2 separate regions of the Macaca mulatta genome follow, and region 2 is linked to region 1. Evidence: chromatin contacts called from public Hi-C data. All regions are on one chromosome and are shown on one strand. Each heading gives the region's core, a stretch centred on a gene start, on an enhancer-like site or on the middle of the called end of the contact. The rest is flanking DNA. Distances are from core to core; before and after follow the strand shown.

The links. A called contact is a pair of places that touch in the nucleus more often than the background predicts.
Region 2: a Hi-C map of CD4 T cells shows a contact between it and region 1, with 2.9 times the contacts expected there. The contact joins two enhancer-like sites. A contact is called at or near these places in 3 of 14 Hi-C or Micro-C datasets (CD4 T cells, cortical neurons and liver).

The regions. Positions count from the first base shown.
Region 1 is chr4:171,319,406-171,322,861 of T2T-MMU8v2.0, forward strand. No RefSeq gene overlaps it. Among named protein-coding and RNA genes, the nearest start is that of ADTRP, 26 kb to the right of the region's middle. Within about 2 kb of position 1,531, at least 6 of the 40 cell types and tissues checked have an H3K27ac peak or open chromatin away from gene starts, as enhancers often do. A contact at or near this core is called in CD4 T cells, where this site is marked.
Region 2 is chr4:171,410,607-171,414,062 of T2T-MMU8v2.0, forward strand. ADTRP (androgen dependent TFPI regulating protein) reads left to right here. Exons shown (of 8, transcript NM_001193850.2): 7 at 2,052-2,231. The coding sequence ends at 2,086. Among named protein-coding and RNA genes, the nearest start is that of ADTRP, 65 kb to the left of the region's middle. Within about 2 kb of position 1,820, at least 6 of the 40 cell types and tissues checked have an H3K27ac peak or open chromatin away from gene starts, as enhancers often do. A contact at or near this core is called in CD4 T cells, where this site is marked.

The DNA.
Region 1 (3,456 bases), core at 281-2,780:
GGTGGAAGGAGAAGAAGGAGCAAGAGCAAGAGCAGGAAGGTGCCACACATGTTTAAATGATCAGACCTCACAATAACTCAGTTACACTTGCAAGGCAGTACCAAGGGGATGGTGCTAAACCATTCTTGAGACATCCACCCCCATGATCCAGTCACCTCCCTGGCCAGGCCCCACAGCCAATATTGCGGATCACATTTCAACATGAGATTTAGGCAGGGACACACATCCAAACTACGTCATATGGCAGCAATACATTGTGTAAAGATTCTATGTGCCAGCCACGGCACATAGGTATGGGGATTTAGTAACACATGCCTTACATGTATTTCTCTCCTGTTCTTGTAGATACCTTGCAATATAAGGGTTATTATTTCTATTGCATAGATGAGGAAACTGAGAAGCAGATATGTTAATGAGTGGACAAAGACCTCACTGCTCACAAGTGGCAGAGTCAGGACCCAAAGTCAGGTCTGTCTGATTTGAAAGCTAGAACTTATCCTACTCACTCACCAGTTTGGTACATTTTGCTCTGGGGCACTTAGGGCCTCCATGAGTTCATTTGGGGCCTTTCTGGCCATAGAGAGGAGGACCAGCAGAGGTTTTGGGTCTCTGGGGCCAGCGTACACTTTAATCAGGGCAACTCTGCTTTGATCTCTTTTCTAATCTGTGACTTTTGTATATGATTGTGTTTGGGGAGGAAAAAAAAGAGATAGAGAGAGGTTTCTGGTGCCTTAAAACGTGTTTGAAATCCACTGCGAAATCATGTTACTTCATGGAAGAAAATCCCAAAGCTCTTGTAGCCTCTTGTAAAATAGAGGTTTCATTAAAGGAAGGCTTTTTCTAAACCTTACAGATAGAAATGCGGTATTGCATTTGTACACACCTGCAGTCACACATGTGCACGTGCACACACACACACACAACCTCCCTCCACTCCCCAATTCCTGCGCATTCCTATTCCCTACTCCAGACAGAGGATGCCAGCTCTAGGGGAAATTGCCTCTGAACGCCCACTCACAAAAAAAAAAAAAAAAGAAAGAAAAAAGGTGGCTCTTGCCAGCAATTGCACCCACACTTCCCAGCAGCCCTGGCTGTTGCCATTCATTGGTCAGGTATGATGCTGCCTGCTCACCTTTGACAGCCTTCCCATCTGCCAGCCAGCCCAGAGAGTCTCCAAACTGAGCCACCTTTCTTGCAAAGTGAGTTCCCACCCACCCAAGAAGGAGATCCTTAGCTCCTCCTCATCGCCAGTCATGATGATGATGATACTCAGGAAGAGATCCATTGTGTGGAAGCCCCACAAGGTGAGGCCACATCTAACTAGCTAACAGGTGAGTGTCCTTCCTCCCTGCCTGTACCACTGGCTTGGATGGAGAGGCGGCTGCGTGACCAGGTGAGGGGGCCACGGGGCTGCGCGCTCCCACATGACATGTCTGATTTTCCAGACAGCATGTCTCAGCAGGGTGCTGATCTGGGCCTGGAAATCCCCGTCCAGAGTGTTGATCTCTGTCTCGAGCTCTCTGCATTTCCCTTGTTAGGAGATTAGGGCTGTCCGACGAGTTTGTCGGAGGTTATCGCAGGCGTCTGAGGTGCCGGCGTGGGAGGGTGAACAGTTGCCGAGAGAGTGAGGGGCTTTGAAGTGGGTGGGCAGGAAGGTGAATTTGTGAAGTTTCTCAGAACTGCAACTTGGTTTTCTGAACATTTATCCTGTGCGCCAGTAAATTGTTGCCAGATGTCTGCTCCAATACAGTTCTAGCGTGAGATCACATGAAGATATTTAATGCCATTAACTGCTTTAGTCAGAAATGAGGAAGGGGTGCTGGGGAGGCTTCCTGCTCACTAGGTAAATTGGGATCCAAGGGCAGAAAGCCTTTTTATCTTCCATTCCTAGTTTTCTACAACTTAAACACATATAGGATATTTTATTTTCTTTTGCTCTCAAACATTACCCAACCCACCATGGCGATGTATTAACAAACTCCTAGTGTAGACAGTGCTTCCTGGATCCTTAGGCACTGACGATGACAAAAGGGGCTTGCAACCTGCAGGAAGAAACTGCTGAGCAGGCAGGTGCCAGCAAGTTGTGTTTTCCAAAGCACCGGCAGGTGCTTCTCACCTCTTAACCCCCTAGTGGCTTGCCTATGAACCACTCCTTCTCTAATTTCCTAAACTTTCCCAAGTTTCCAACCACTGAAGTCACTAGTAGATTCACCACCCAATATGGGGCTCCTGCTACCACAGGCCACTGGTAAGATACGGATAGCATTGCAGGCTCAGAGGCTGAGAGATCTCCCCTCTGAAGACCTAGATAATGCAAATCCAATGAGACACAGATGAGAGCAAGCCGGGCTTTGTCCTGCCCTGTGCTGGCTTGGTGCGCACACCCACGCCTGGCTACACCTGACTCACCTATCCAGATGAGCAGCGGCAGCCCCGGGCACAGGCCACTTGCAATGTTCCACAGTTGTGGAACACTGGATGCCATGAAGTTGAGGAAACGCCCCTTTCCCTCTCTCACCTATTTTCCTTTAGAAGCCTAGGGGTCCAATTGTAATTGAGTTTTTCTTTACAATCAGGAAAAGTTTTCCCTATCCCCTGATACAGAATAAAGCGAAGGAGCGAAGGGTTTTAGCTCAGCCCAGCCTGCATGGTTTCCCAGCATCTCAGATATTCATACATGTGGTGGCGTCTAGTCTTTTGGTGGCCTGATCCAGCAGGGAGTGGTGGAGGAGGGGAGAGGAGGACATCTCTCCCGCCCCCACATCCCCACACTATTGGCTGCTCCCCCTGCCACTCAGCAAAGCCTGACATCCCTCTGCTACCCTTGCCACAGCTCCTCTTCACTCACTAGGGATGAAATCAGCCCATAGGCGCCTGGTGTGAACCCATACGTATCTGAGACAGATCTCAATCAATTTAGAAAGTTTATTTTGCCAAGTTTAAGGATGCACCCGTGACACAGCCTCAGAAGGTCCTGACAACGTGTGCCCAAGGTAGTCAGGGCACCCACGCCTGGTTTTATACATTTTGGGGAGACATGAGACATCAATCAATATGTGTAAGTTGTACATTGGTTTGGTCCAGAATGGCAGGACAAGTTGAAGCAGGGGAGGGGGCTTCCAGGGCACAGGTAGCTAAAAGACAAACGGTTGCATTATTTTGAGTCTCTGATTAGCCTTTCACTGAATACACAATTTACCTGTGAGAGGAGAAGAGAGGAATAATCACTATGCCTTAGTCTGGAAACAACAGGACAAAGGAAGCCATCAGATATGCATTTGTCTCACGTGGGCAGAGGGATGACTTTGAGGTCTGTCTGTCCTTTGTCCACAAGGAATTTTCTTGTTAGCTAATCATGAAGCAGCTATCTCATTGTAGCAGCTTGACTTCCCTTTGGCTTAGTGATTGTGGGGTCCCGAGATTTATTTTCCTTTCACACTGACAAACACCGAAAAC
Region 2 (3,456 bases), core at 570-3,069, 91 kb after region 1:
TGAGTCCCTACAGAATAAAATGACTTTGGGAGCACCACGGAGACCCATTTGGGGACAGTCCGTTCTCTCTAGCATGTGGATGGGTATGTGGGCACTTCTTAGTGTTCCTCCTAGCTACTTGGTTTTGGACAGAGGACTCTAATCCAATGGAAGGAGCCACCTGCTCTCCTCCCCCAGCAGAGCTTCACACCACCATGTCCGCTCCTGGGTGGCCTTTCTCCAAACGTTCGGGTTCTGTTGCATTTCTTAAATGGAGAAGGGAGACTTCAGTCCTTGACACCTGGCGTGGAAGGACTGAGGTTATGATTACAGTTAGGCTTGAGGGCCTGAGGAATGGTAAACAACACGGATAAAAAAAAGTTTTAGGAACCCTCGGAGTGACTCCAGGGGGTAGAAATTTGAGAAGTTTATATTGACCAAGTTTATATTGTCCCTGTTGTATGTAAGCTGGTTATTTAATTGAAAAAGAATTCATTAAAGGCCCAGAGTATACTCTACAGAAAGAGGTGGTACTGTGCTTGTACTTATAGACCTAATGTAGAGAAGAGAAGGCCTAATTAGGGAGGAGAGAATTCACATCAAAAATGGAAAATAAGGCCGAGTGTGGTGGCTCTTGCCTGTAATCCTAGCACTCTGGGAGGCTGAGATGGGAGGATCTGTCGTGGTGAGGCCAGGAGTTCAAGATCATCCTGAGCAACATAGCGAAACCTTGTATCTAATAAAAAAGCAAAACAAAAAACAAACAAACAAAAAAAGCTGGGCATGGTGATGTGTACCTATAGTCCCAACTAGTCAGGAGACTGAGGTTGGAGGACTCCAGCCCAGGAGTTCAAGGCCGCAGTGAGCTGAGATTATGCCACTGTATTCCAGCCTGGGCAAAGACTTTGTCTCAAAAAAAAAAAAAAGAAAAAGAAAAAGAAAGAAAAACAGAAGAGAAAAAAGTAGACCCACCAATGAAAACAATGTGAAACCCATAAAGCTTGATAAACAATAAGACTTGGCTGATGACTGGGGTAGTCTAGATTGATGAGAAGCAGATGAAGAAGAGAGAGTTTTGATCTTGAAAATCTTGCATGAGATGAATACAAGGATAGCCATGAGGACTGCGTGATCAAGAGGTGGCCATCCTAGGAAATCAGTGTGATTAAGGGGCCACAAACAGGACTTCAAAAGTCACCAGTCACGATAGCCTTTAAGAAGTGGAGTTCCAGCAGAATGGAATTAGTATAAGGTATCTAGTGTTTACTGTTAAGGATAGAATTGATGAAGGTGGCAAGGTCTGAAGGGTGAACTGTGGAATTAGGAGCATGGATTTGCTACAGGAATATCAAGCCAGAACTACCAGGGCTCTAAGTTCTGGAATGGAGAAGTTTTTAAAGTAGGATTGATAGTATTTGGCAACAAGCGCAAAGGATAATGAGCTAATGAAATTTCATAAATTGCAGAGCTTACACAAAGATTTATGATCATTAAATATGGAGTACCAACTTGTTGGCTGAATAGAAGTCATTCTACAAATCTAATGCTATAATTTCAGTAGAATAATGCCCCTCTAATGAGCTTACTCAGACCTAATCCATATGCCAGTACTTTTCCACCAGGCTGATGAATTCATTTGCTAAGAGGTCACAGAATGACCCCAATTAGGTGAACATCCACCCTTCTATTTCCTCTCTAATTTGATGTGGTCTCTTCATCTCCATCTGCAAAGTCTCAAAGTTTGCTGATGGATTGTTTGTAGCCTGCAAACACTCACGCAGAACCACAGCAATATGCTTCCTCTTAGCTATGCAGAGCACCTGAAGGCAAGCGGCATCATGGGTGCCTGGCTAACTGTGAACCCGGCACGGAGGGAGGATGGCAGAGTTGTTCTCTGCCCCTGTCGTCATGGCAGCTATTTTTCATAACTCCCTAAACTGTATCTGGTCGCCTTGGGAAAAGTGTGTTCGACTTTCCACTGCCCCAAATCAGAGTGAATCTTTACCCACAGCAAAAATACCCATTAGGGAAAGCCTGAAGCCTGAGGTCTGTCTCTGTTCTTGTTTGTACAGGTGACATGAGGCAGCCACGGAAGAAGAGGAAGTGATTGCACACCGTTTTCCAAGAACCAAGAAGGAAGAAAACACAAGAGATTTTTCTCATCTTTTTTTTTTTTTTTCTGATGGAGGGAGGTGGTGGAGCAACATAGGAAATCAGGAGGGACAGAGAGTGATACTTAAATTTAAAAAGAGGTTCGTGAAGGGAGCTTAACTTGAGAACTCTTGGTTTTTTGAAAGGTTGACTGTACATGCCAAAAACAACTCCTGCCATCTGAGAATTGATGACCTTTGACCTTCACGGAGGATGGTCTCTGGTTAAAACCTGGCCAAAGAAACTCACATAAACTTGGTGTTAGAGAACATCTAGAGAGAGAGAGAGAGGAATTTAGAGTCATTTAAACTCTTCAGTTTACAGAGGAGGATGCTGAGGACCTAGATAAGAAGTTACCTGCACAAGGCAAAAGGGTTACTTAGTGTCAGAACCAGAGCAATGGCTTCTGTCTCCCGGATCTCCTAGCTACCAGTCCTGGGCCTTTTTTTTTTTTTTTTTTTTTTTTTTTTTTTTTTAATAATACCAATTTTCCTTTAAAAACCAAGCATTTCAGTAAGCTAGTTATTTTCGTGGATTGCTCATCCATTTTTTTTCAATGATCTAAAAATGTAGGGTGATAGCTACTACTGAAGTTGTCTGTCTACTTGGGATAATAGCAAATTAATTGGAGACAATGGGAAAGTAAGTTATAAAAAATACTGGGAAATCTGTTTCTCTTCTAAGCAAGCGTTCAGGGCAGGTATTAGTGACGTTGTCAAAACCTCTTCCATTTGATCATTGATTAATTCATCAAATAAATGGTGTATTAATACTTTTACTTGCACAAGAATCTGGATGGGAAGTGATAGAATTATGAGAGCTGTTGAGATTGCTTTGCTACAAAGCACTTTTCTGAATGAGTGTGTGTTTTAACAAAGCTGATTTTCAGATGCTTAACAAGGATTCATGATCCCTCCTGTGATTTTCCTAGTTTTATTTTCCTGGCACAAATGGCAAATGTCTATTGGTGGGTAAACATATTTGAGTCTACTAGTATGTCACTAGGCTCATATGGGTTGGGGTGTGGATACTGAAGAAAATTGCACTTGGACTTCCCAACCTAACATTATATAGGAAAAATTTGGTAAAAAATGAGCAAGAGTGGTCTTGAAGGGTTACAGAAGAGGACAGAACATCTCAGGGAGGAAGGCAGCCCAAGGGAAGACCAGGACAGGCACCAAGAAACCTGCTTAATCCCCACTTCTTTTTCTACTGTTCTGTTAATATGGGCCCCGAGTCTTTTCCAGATGGAGCTGGGAATACCACCTCTTTCCCCACATCTACTGCAGCCTCTTCACTGCTCCAGGCACCTGGTCTCAGCAGGAG